2 separate regions of the Mus musculus genome follow, and region 1 is linked to region 2. Evidence: chromatin contacts called from public ChIA-PET data. All regions are on one chromosome and are shown on one strand. The core of a region is the stretch at or near the end of the contact, and the rest is flanking DNA. Distances in the headings are between cores, read along the strand shown. Region 1 holds the start of Ubn1 (ubinuclein 1). Region 2 holds the start of Nlrc3 (NLR family, CARD domain containing 3).

The links. ChIA-PET counts read pairs in DNA pulled down with a chosen protein or histone mark.
Region 1: a contact with region 2 is called in an RNA polymerase II ChIA-PET map of memory CD8 T cells, with 4 times the contacts expected there. The contact joins the promoter of Ubn1 here to the promoter of Nlrc3 in region 2. A contact is called at or near these places in 2 of 39 promoter capture datasets (embryonic stem cells and liver) and 2 of 115 datasets of contacts at active chromatin or transcription factors (double positive thymocytes and memory CD8 T cells).

Annotation. Positions count from the first base shown.
Region 1 is chr16:5,045,889-5,051,885 of GRCm38.p6, forward strand. Ubn1 (ubinuclein 1) reads left to right here and starts at 4,169. Exons shown (of 19, transcript NM_026666.4): 1 at 4,169-4,893. It overlaps Glyr1 (glyoxylate reductase 1 homolog (Arabidopsis)), which reads right to left and starts at 4,022. Exons shown (of 16, transcript NM_001079814.1): 1 at 3,918-4,022; 2 at 2,862-2,898; 3 at 1,846-1,925. The coding sequence starts at 3,955.
Region 2 is chr16:3,973,412-3,979,348 of GRCm38.p6, forward strand. Nlrc3 (NLR family, CARD domain containing 3) reads right to left here and starts at 3,221. Exons shown (of 18, transcript NM_001081280.2): 1 at 2,918-3,221. The coding sequence starts at 2,966. It overlaps Slx4 (SLX4 structure-specific endonuclease subunit homolog (S. cerevisiae)), which reads right to left. Exons shown (of 15, transcript NM_177472.5): 15 at 5,694-5,937.

The DNA of each region.
Region 1 (5,997 bases), core at 2,919-5,418, 1.1 Mb after region 2:
GGGCTAAGACACTTAAAGTCATTTATAGCTCCTAGCTGCCCTGTAGCCACTTGTCGTGTACTCAGGAGAGCTTATTTTCAAGAAATCACATCATCACTACCAGCAGCAGGTAATTATTTATGTGTTTAGCACATGCCCTTTATCACTAAGTGCTCAGTTTATATAATTCCAATTTCCTGGGTCTTATTTCTAGTATTTTGTGTATAGAGGGAAGCCACTTTATCCTTCTAGAATTTTAGAATTAAAAAAAAAAATCAAATAATGGCTTTCAGACCTCAAATAAATGAGTTTCCATAGTTATTTCACACATGTCTTGGTTCTTCATTCAGCCACGCTTAGGGTATGGTCAATAATACTGCCTGTTACTTCCTACTATGCCAGGCAAGGAGCCTCTTTTTTTCCCCCATGGCACCAAGCCAAGGATCCACATTGCCACTTTTGTTCCCAATCATTCAAACTCTATTCATGCTTCGGAACTGGATTTCCATCTTGTCTTCCATCAGCTTTCCTAGACCCGTTGTTTTCCATTGACCTCGCCCTCTTCTGCACACCATCCCAGCTGAACTATTAAATCTTGCTCGCTTACTGAGATCCCCAAAGGTGAAGACAATAGTCACTGTCCTAGAAATGAAGGGTCACCATCTAGCACTGAGAAATGTAGACTCCTATGCAGTATAACCAACACCTGTTTTTCTCATCAGGACAGTCTTCTTCAAGTAGTCTATGACAATAACATGTTCCTTCCTTCCGTCAGTGAGTGGGGATAGTGGTGGTAATGGGAATGAACCCAAGGCTTTACACAAGCTAGACGAGTGCTCTTCTGTAACTGAGCTGTAGTCCAGTCTCAATCATGACACTGAACAACATTCCCTCTTCACAAGCTCTGCTCTCACAACTTAGGGTAGTCTTCCTTGAAATACTGCCACCACAAAGCTCGTAAGCTGGCTTAAGAAAAAAAAGGGGGTAGGGTATATCTGCATTGTGAAGGTCAACATACTATGTAAACTGAAACCCGGAAGAGCACTCTGCCACATAAACTCCTGAATGTGTGAAGCAATTTGTAAGGGACTTTTCAGAAGAAGAAAAAAAAATCACTCTTTTTTTGAACTTAAAGTAACATTTTTCTTTAAACAATAGTAAGTACAGAAACAACTGCTTAAAGAAACCAAGTTACCTAGCCAGGCCTATCCTGTATTGAGGAGAAAGCTATACAAGTTACTGTATATTCAATTGGTTACACATTCTTCCTTCAGTATAACTTTTTAAAGTTTGCTTTCTGTAAAGTCAAACTCTCAAAGCAATGGTCCTAGGTTCTTCCAGTTCAGCACACACTAGGAAATAAAGCTTTGTATTGCAATGACACAGGTAAGTTAGTTTGTTTTATAAATGAGAACAGGATTAAACAAGTATTTTTACCAAATAACACCTTAGCTTTCACTGTACCTCAGACTACACTACATGGTCATTAAAACAAAATCAGCTGGGCATGTAGCTCAGTGGTCAATGGCTTTTCTAAAATGGGCAAGGCTCCGTGTTCTATCCCCAAGGCCACAGAACATTTGTAAAAATTGCTGAGAGAGAGAGAGAGAGAACACATGAGCGCACGTGATATAAACAGCATGCCTACCACATGTAGAGTTATGAACGCTGGTTCTTACCTGAAGGAAATCATCATTAGCCTCAGAATAATTTTTTGCTAGATAAGAACACCACCTTTTATTTAAGCGTAAAGCCAGAGTGAGGAACCATTTTTCACACTGCAGCAAGCCTTAGATACTCATAGAGCAGTTCAGACTCAGGGGAACACCCAAAAGCAACATGAAGCTCTCAGGGAGGACTACTCACTGATCTTCTGTTCCAAAAAACTTCACAAAGAAGCATTTCTTTCCACGTGGTTTCTTTAAGTCCTTGGGTGGATTAACAATCTGAAGGAGAGAAAGAGAAAAGGTATGAGGCGAACCAGAAGGCTACTGGGAAAGTAACTCCCCATGGCTCCAGTGAGGCTGGAAAGCCCAAGATCTGAGAAAGGACAATGTCCAAAAGCAAACCAGGGCTCTATACTTGTCCCATAGATGGGACTTTGCTATTGTGATATGAAGAAATATGTAAATATTCTTTAAATTCTCCATAGCCAACAGGTAGTATATTGTCCAACAGATAGTCTTATTGCAATGACTCGTGGCATAGAAACAGTTAAAACTAACAGCAACATCACCCCTCCCTCCATGTGATGTGATTAATGAAGAAACAGAAAATATTCTTTAAAATACTTTTGTTGTGGGTAGCAAGAGTTAAGACAGGAAGCAGTGAAAATAGGGGACCACCAAGGCACAGGAAATACCATATTGCAAAGAGTCTTCAGACATTTCCTGGATTCCTAGCAAGACTAAAAAGCCAGAACATTTGGAAAGCTATGATGGACCACCTCTTGAAAAATCTGGAATGCCATCTTCTGCAGAGATGCACTGGAGCAGCACATATGGTAACAGGGGAAGAAGATTTAAACTTAGTTGGGACAAAAATACTTTAGCTTTTCACTAACCTACATTTAGACTTCCCTCTTCCTGGAGAATCTGTTTCTTCATCCTTAGATTTTAGCATGCTACATTTTGATTACAATTGATTTCCAAGATAAAAAACCAACCAATTTCACAAGCCCTCTGACTGAAGTGATTACCTCATATTTAAACACTCTGGTTTATGCTATAACTTTCAAAACCGACTGATAACTGGAGGCAAAACACTACATTTTATCAAAATGAGCCCATTTTAAGTCAGTGTTAGAGAATGGAGGAAATTCAACATGTTAACCCTCTCCCTTAGCTTCAACTACCTTCTTTTAAAACCAACAATGCACTCACCTTTCCTGGCCAGGGAGGATACCGGCCCAGTTTCCCCCTAGAGAAAATAATACAAACAGTCAGAACTTGCCCTGGAAAAGCCAGTCCATCTCCTTCAGCCCACTCAACAAGCAATCTATGCTTCTAACTCTAGGCTGAACAAAAGGGCCAGAACAAAAGCAGGCAAACCAGATGGGTCTTTCACAGCTGGGCTCAGGGCCCTCACATATTACATACAAAACTGTATATATATATATATGTGTGTGTGTGTGTGTGTGTGTGTGTGTGTGCCTGAGATCTGTGCACTCTTCCCGAGAAGGAACATAGAAAAACAAAACCATCAGGACGTCACTGGTCTGGTACCTCCCTGGGAGAGTGTTGGAAACTTCTCTCTGTAAACACAGACTTCCCTAAGACTGATTTAATTCACCCCATGATCGGCTTTCCTTTGACAAATGATCATGGAAACCTTCCTCTAGGTAGGGAAACTACGCAGTTCCAAGGAGACAATGGTCACTCTTGGTTTTGGCTGTTGCAGGGGACACAAGGAACAGAACGAGAGGCACTGGATCACCGCCTAGCCATCATTTGCAAAGGAGAAGTCACCCTCCCCTCGGTTTCTTCATGGGGCAGCGCCGGGCAGTCGGATTTCGCCACCTGGAACCAAGCCTCGAGCCCACGTCTGTCCCAACCGAACGCGGGTATGGACGGCTCTGTCTCTAGCAAGGTATCCTCTCCTGCTTTGAGAGGAGGTCCGGAGAGACCCTGGGACTCCACGCCACGCCAGAGTTCTCTGCAGTGGCAGCTGGAGCCAGAGTTCTAGAGCCGTAACCCTCCCCTGGGATGGCCTCAGGGTTCAGAGCAGGGACCGCCGCGGCCCCTCTCGGCCTCGGTCCCCCGGGGACCGGACAGCCTCTTCCGCTCAAGCGTCGTTCACACCGCGGCGGCACCTCCTCTTCCCCACTCTCCGCCGTCCGGAGTGCATAATAAAACTACTCCTGGGCCAGCTGGCAACCCTGCGACCAGGAAAAGCAGCTTCGCGCCGTCTTTCGTTCAGCGCTGGTCGCCAGGACTCACCACACCAAGTCGCCGAGCCGCAGACTCACAGCCGCCATCTTACCACCCAACCACCGCCGCCGCACGGGCAGCCGGGAACTTCAGGTCGCCGCGGCACCGCCCATTGGAGTTGGCCTGACCACGTGACGGGTGTTTGCTGTCATCCGCCTAGCGGATGCGCTGACGTCACCGCGCCGCGGCCGTCCATTGGACTGCTTGGAGGCACGTGACTTGAGCGCCGCGCTCTCAGCGCGTCGAAGCCCAGAGACTCCAAGCTCCCGCCTCCCCCCTCCCCTCCGGCTCGTGACAACGAAGCATCCGCGGTCCAAAGCAGCGGCGGCGGAGGCGGCGCGGCCGGACTAGCGCGAAAGGGAGCCGACTGTGCTGCCCGCTCGCTTCCGGGACTCTAGACTCATTTCCAGTCTTTCCCGCTGCTTCCGTTACGGCTGTTAGGCAGGCGCGGGCCCCGGGCCGTTGCCGAGCCTGAGGTCCCGGGCGGATAGGTGTTGGAGTCCGGTTGCTGCCCTGACTGACCCTGGCGCGGCCTGGAAGCCAGTCTCGGTCCCAGCCCGGGGCAGAAGAGGCCCCGGTTGCCCGCGAGCCCGCGCTCGGGGCGGGAGCTCCAGACTGCTGAGGAGCGCCCAGCTCGACAGTCGGCTTCCGGAGCGGCGTCCCCGCCAAGCGTCCTCGGCGTCGCCCGACTTGTTTTCTTGGACGTGGACTTGGCATATCTCGGCTCCCCCCGCTGGCTGACAAGAGAAAGCGGCAGTTTGTCGAGAGGCTTCCTTCCCGCGGGCTGGGGAGCCGGCCATGGGCCGCGGCGCGGGCCCTCCGCGCGCCCGCCTGCAGCGCTCGGGAGCGGGCCGCTGAGCCGCGCCGCAACCCGAGGGTCCCGGGCCGGCATGAGGACCACCACGGGGGGACGTCTACGGCCCGCGTCGGCTCTGGGGACAACGGTGAGCGCCGCGGTCTGGTCCAGCCTCCCGCGTTAGCCTTCGTAAGTAGTGTGACACTTTGCAAGAAGTTTTGACAGCTGGAAGACAGGTGACAGTAATGGGAACTGGTACCTGCCGAGGGGCAGGGCGGCTGCCCTAAGTTCCGTAGACCGAGTTGAAGCTCGACTTTGAGCAAGAAAAGTCTCACACCCAAGAAAAGGCGGCAGGAGTCTGTGTCAGGGTGGACTTAACTTACAGCTGTACTTTCTGAAGTCAACGCCTGCTCGGAAGGTGACGGGTTCACGCCCCTTTCCCCAAAGCAGTGTCCTTGTAGAGGCTTTGGTTGTCAATTGCTCTGAGAGATGGTGTGGTGGAGAAGCTGGGTGGTTGACCCCAGCTTGTTTTTTCTTTGGAAGAAGTACCACATTTTTCAAGGACTGTCATTTACATTGTGTGTTAATTAAACACGAACTGACCATTTAAAGTGTATTTAAGATTTCATAAAATTTGACAAATGTTCTTAATTTAGAAATTAGAGTTTTCCAGGAATTTAAGAATATTGTAATGACTTGTCTTTAAATGTAAATCTTTACAACTAAATTTAGAAACAATCCCATCAAAGTCAGGAATAGAACAAAGGATACATTGTCTAATGTCCTGTAATTCTAGTTAATGAAATAAGACAGGAGCCGAGTAGTGGTGGCACATGCACTCAGGAGGCAGAGGAAGGTGGATTTCTGAGTTCGAGGCCAGCCTGGTCTACAGAGTGAGGTTCCAGGACAGCCAGGGCTACACAGAGGAACCCTGTCTCAAGCAAACAAACAAACAAAAGAATGAAAGAAGACAGGAAACAAAAATAAATATAAAATAACCTGTCATTTTTGTAGGACTTTGCCTTTCAAAATAAAAAGGGAAAGCCATTAAATAGGGAAAGAAATTAATGAAAAAATTAGCATACAAGTTTTTCTGTTTTTTTTTTGGTAGTCAGTTCAAAAGTAAATTAGTTAAAAAGAATGTATTTATGATAACAAAAACATAAAACAGTCCCTAGGAATACCTGGAAATAGGCTTTTGCATAATATGTTTTTTGTTTTGTTTTGTTTTGTTTTGTTTTTCAAGACTTTCTGTGTGTAGCCCTGGCTGTCTTGGAGCTCCTTGTGGATCAG
Region 2 (5,937 bases), core at 1,971-4,470:
TAATGGAGTTAAGGAATTATTTCTTATTGTATAAATTTTAATTGCTCAAATTTCAATAACAAACATTGCTTCTCATTTATACTTCACTAGATTGCTTATAGAATTATGAAAGTAATACATATTCGTTAAAATATTTAAATAACATGGGGCTGGTGAGATGGCTCAGCGGGTAAGAGCACTGACTGCTCTTCTGAAGGTCCTAAGTTCAAATCCCAGCAATCACATGGTGACTCACAACCATCTGTAATGAGATCAAATGCCCTCTTCTGGCATGTCTGAAGACACAGACAGTGTACTTACATATAATAAATAAATAAATAAATAAATAAATAAATAAATTTTTAATAAAATATTTAAATAATATAGAGTATTATCCTTAGTTCTATTCACTAAGCATAATGTTTTGTTTGATGGTTTAGTTTTTTAAAAATTAGGATGGGGCTGGCAAAGTAGCTTAGAGTGCTTGCTGCACAAATATGACAACCAGAGTGCTGGTCCTAGATTATAGGAGAGAACTGATTCCTGAAATTGTCCTCTGATCTCCACATGCATGCAGTGAAACACATGTGCATGTGTGTACACACACACTAATTAATAATAACAACAACAACAGTAATAAACAACTAAAACCTGAGATACAGACACTTGGAGACACAGAAGAAAGTATCACAATGATAAAAAATAAGACATTCACAGCTATAGTTAGACACAGAAAATTCAAAATTGTATATAAACAAATGATTAAAACTGATGACTTAGTTTGGTAGGGTTCTGGACCCAGGGTTAGTGCTCATAAACAGTCCACGTGCTAACGACAACCAAATCAAAACTGATATCATTAAAAAAATCAAATACTGGGAATGAACTTAGCAAAAAGTTTGCAACCTCTACACTAAAAACATCACTGAAGGAGATGAAAACGATAGATCTAGGATCATAAGCATGTATTTCCACCAAGACACAGATTCTAGAATGTTCTTGACAGCTTTACTCAGAATTAGCCAAAGTAGTAAAATCAACCAATACCCATCAACAGTAGCATGGGAAACATGAAAAGGGCACAAACCACTGGCCTAGCCTATCACACGGATGCCCGCACAGTTGGCCCAGCCTATCACGCAGATGCCCGCACAGTTGGCCCAGCCTATCACGCAGATGCCCGCACAGTTGGCCCAGCCTATCACACGGATGCCTGCACAGTTGGCCTAGCTTATCACACGGATGCCCGCACAGTTGGCCCAGTCTATCACGCAGATGCCTGCACAGTTGGCCCAACCTATCACGCAGATGCCCGCACAGTTGGCCCAACCTATCACACAGATGCCCGCACAGTTGGCCCAGCCTATCACGCGGATGCCCGCACAGTTGGCCCAGCCTATCACGCAGATGCCCGCACAGTTGGCCCAGCCTATCACACGGATGCCTGCACAGTTGGCCACTAAAGAATATGCTTTGGGATTCCATTTCCAGGGAACTTAAAATCTGGACAAACCAATCTGAAACAAGAGATGTCAAATAGTCACTTTTGGGGTTGCTTCTGCCTGAGAGGCAGCACAAGAGACCTCTGGGTGCCAGTTTCTACACATTGATTAAACACTACCTGTAAGGTACATCTTGACTTTTGAAGTTGGCAACTGTGCAGAAATACAAATGTAGTTGGACCAACTGAAGTAGATCACTGTCAGCCTGTCCATGGCAAAGGTCAGGATGCTTTCTAGTAGGATATTGTCAGGGCATGGAACAAGGCTAGCTATTGCCTTCTGTAATTGGATGCCCACCAGATAATCTTATTACTGCTAAACAATAAGGTTGTTGTAAACAAGAGGATGAGGCAACCATGTTTTCAAAGGACTTAGATCAGTGCTTCTTGACTCTGGCAAAGCATTATGTCTGGTGGAGCCTATTCTGTGCCATGCTTCTCTGCCAGGGCCACAGACCCGGCCTGAGCCAGGTGAGTCCCTTCCAAATGCCGGCCTTGCCCCACCTAGCTTAGCTAGGGTGGGGACGGGGAAGGGGGGGGCAGGGGGAGGCGGCACTGTTCATATCTCTGGCCACACACATAGTACCTTGGGTTTTTTTGTATGACCTACTCTTTACCCTCATCTCCCTCCCCAGGCCTGACTTAGCAACCATAGCAACTATCTGGTTTCTGAGATCAGCATCCTGAAAGAAGTAACTTCTGCCCTAAGGATACACCACAGCATTGACCTGGAGTACCAGCAAGCAGGTAGATCTAGCCCTCCCAGCAGCAAAGTAGATACAACCGTTGCGGGATGGCCAAAGTGAGCCTGTGATAAGGAGGGGAGCCGGGAGGAGCCCCAGGGCCTAGAAGCCTGTCCATGGGTGGACACCATAGCTAACACTCCCTGTGTTTAACATTCACTAGGCTTTGCAGCCACACCTCTTACAGAGGCCTCCCTTGGTTAGCAGTCTCAGAATGACAAGTTTTAACTAACGCCAGGGTGTGGCTAGGAGTGGCCCTGGGGGAGGGGTATTATGGGAAAGCTGGGAGTTGTATGTAGCACGCCCCTTGACCTTTGGGGTAGGTGCTGGAGTTGTGACTCCACTTACAGGTGGCAAATGAACACAAGAAGAGGGTCACCTGCTTGGGATCACAGCCTTGGAGGAACCGGGTTCCAATCGTGGTGCTGCTTACTTGCAACCTGCAATGCATCCTGCTCCGCCCATGCCATCACCAAGAACACAGAGCTGGGTCTTCTCCCCTAGAACTTGTGGATCATCACCCTGGGCACAAGTGAGTCTACCAGACACTGACGCATCCAGACCCAGCAGCTCCAACACCCAGGGCTCAGCACTCCGTAGCCTCCTCGTGCCCTCAGGCCTTCAGAGCCTCTACCCTCCCTAGCAGCTTTTCCTGAGTCCTCCCTTGCACCGATGTGCTCTGGGTGCTACTTACCTTCCTGCCATGGTGGCTGCTCCAGGGTGCTAAAGGGCTCCGCCTGCATGCTCCTGGGCACAGCTCTGCTCCAGTGAGCGGGAGGCCATGTTTATGGCTGAATGCCTTGGGTAGTCAGTGGCAGGTCAGCTGAGGCTGAGACCTTGGTCTGTCCAGAGCTGAGGAAACCTTCTCTGAAGAGATCAGGGGAGTTTATCACACTGATCACGCCAGGGCTGGGAGTGACAGACCTACCACATCCTGTAGTCCCCAGGAGCCCACCCACTGTCACTGCAGCCCCTCAGCTCTTCCTGTCCTCCACCTCAACCTTCCTTCCTGTCTAGTTTTAAAAGCTAACAGCCTCGCTGACAAATCAGTGAGCTGCTTGGCCCCAGGCTCACCTCTTTGGTTCTGTCACATCCCCCAGAGTAGGGAAGTTATGTTGGATCTCCATTCTGGGACTGAGCATCCTCACAGCATGTGCTCGGGATGGGTACAGTGCCAAAATTGTTGACATTCATTCTCCATCCTCCAACAGACTGTCAGAAGGTGGGGGGTGGGGAAGCAGGGGGCAGGGAGGAGGTCAGCACCTGGGTTTAGGTCACACTGCTGAGAGATAGTCAGTGGGGCCGGAATGCCTGCATGCCTCCAGGCTTTGATACCCAGTGACCTTCCTCTTATTAAAGCACGTCTTTCACCCTAGAGGTGCTTCTGACCTAGCCCTATCCCTGTGAGTCAGTGGACCCTGGAATGCAGCACACAGCTATTCACAGCAGGAAGGTAGGTGTCCTGCTCAGATGCAGAAGAAAGGATAAGGACAAGGACGTGGCTGAGAGCGATCAAAAGAGAAAAAAAAAAGCTTGCAATAAATGGACCATTTAGAATGTCTTCTACTGATGGGGGAGTAGGGAGGGGGGAAGGAAGCCATTTACTGTGACAGCTCTGACTGACTTAGGAGACGTGGTAGCCAAGTGACCAAGGGGCCTTGGGCTCTTCAGCAAGCACACAGAGTTCTCAGGCATCTGTTGAGTTCCGATGTTGAGAGCAGCCTGCATGCAGGGGTGCAGGAGGCATGTGGCAGACCTTTGTTTCCCATGGAGAGGTAGGACTTTGGTGCTAGGTTAGAAATGCTGTTTTGGAACGTCTGCCACCCATCTCTTTCCCTACTGAGCACAGAGGAGCAGGCTGGGAACTTGTGGACACCGTGGCAGACCATGGGAAGCCTGAGGAGGCTCTAAGCAGGGGAAGCAGAGAGCTATAGTCCTGGCCAAGGGGTGCAGCAAAGGTGCTTTGTGGGCCAGTCACACGAGGCCCAAGAGGCTCAGCCTGCCTCCTCCAGAGATCTAGCAGGAGAGGAAACAGCCTTCTTCCTGAGGATCTTGGGGAACATCCTAGTGCTAGCTCCTTCCTCTCCTCCCAGTAATGGCCACCAGCCCCATACATGGGCTATTCTGATGTGTGTGTGTGTGCACGCACATGCATACACACATGCCCAAATATACACATTTCTCCAGGGTCTTCTTCACTCTGAGACTTTGTTACCTGAGAGCAAACAGCAAGGCAGTTAGTAGGCTCAGTTCTTCTTAACTTGGGGAGTGTAAGGCTTCCAGCCTGCAGTCAGGGGCCTTTTCCTATGGTTTCCTTACCTGAGCTAGTAGTTGTTTATCCAAGCTAGGCTGTGGTTCAACACAGACAAGCCTAGCCCATGGCAAGGGCTGGACCACAGAAGTGAACAGGCTAGAGGTCTGTTCATATTACCCAGACCTCCCTGTCCACCCAGACCACATCTGGTGATATGTATGATGTACTTGTGTCCAGCACACATTCTGTGTTGGGGCTAAGTACTTCTTGTGCTAACCATATGAAGGCAGTGTGGTTTCTGGAAGAGGACTCCTCCTCACTTTAATCAATGAGTAGTCCCAGTGCCCATGTAGCTTCAGCATCACCGAAGGATGAGGCAGCCATGCACCTTGATTTCAATCAGCTGGCCCAGTGCTGTGATGCTGGAGCCAGGGTGTTTTGTGGGAAGGTCCCTGCTTGCTGGCCGCTGCTCTGGCTGATGGCCACGCCTTCATTGCCTACGTTCACTTTAACCTACCTCCTCCAGAGGCAGCAACTGGCTGTTTTAAAGTAAGTGAATGATGCTGGATACATAGGTTCAGGGGTTCAGAAATCTATCACTGGACTACCCATGGCACTTGGCTTCCAATTGCCTGCCTGGCCATCAAACGCAGGAATGGTTTCTTTCTGGTTGACCACAACCAGGACACATTCCACAAACACCAAGCTGTGTTCTCACCTCCCTAAGCACTGCTGGCCTCTGAGATCACCTCATAACTCTTTCCCAGGAATCTGTTCTTGATGTCGTAGCTTTCTTATTATAGTGCTAGAAACTTAACCCAGAGCCTTAGGTATACGAGGCAGGTGCTCTATCATCAAACTGCACTCTAGCTCCTAAAAGAATGGCTGGCTGACCTTTCTTTCCACATAGCCTGGAAACAGATCTAGGTCGGTGTTAACAAGGCAAGCTGACTCAGCAGGCCCAACAGGCCCAGCCTGGTACTTGTGACACTCCAGTTGACTGAGACTGTCCCTGGCCTGCTTCCCTGAGCAGCAGCAGCAGCAGCAGTTAGTGCCCGTGAGGACCCCATTAGTGTGATGAACACAGAGACAATGTTCTCGAGGAACCGTTGGTCAGTGGACAGTAAGCAGTCCTGGCACCCCAAGAAAAGAACACGCGCAAAGGTGTTGTAGGCAGCAGAGCAGGGGGCCCAAGCTCACTGTGTGTTCCCGGTGGTTTTCTCAGAGAGGAGTGTCTAGTTTATTTATTTATTTATTTTTAAATAAAGTCTTCTTTGTTTTTATTGCACATTATATAAAACAACTTCACTGTATTTAAAACACACAAGGACACTCACAGGCTGTGAAAACCCAAACTTCTGTTTTTTTCTGGTCCCAGAGTCCACACTGGGTCAAGGAGGCTTAACACAAATGGGTGGAGCCCACAAACATGCTTACTTTGGGGGTCTTCATAGCTGTGC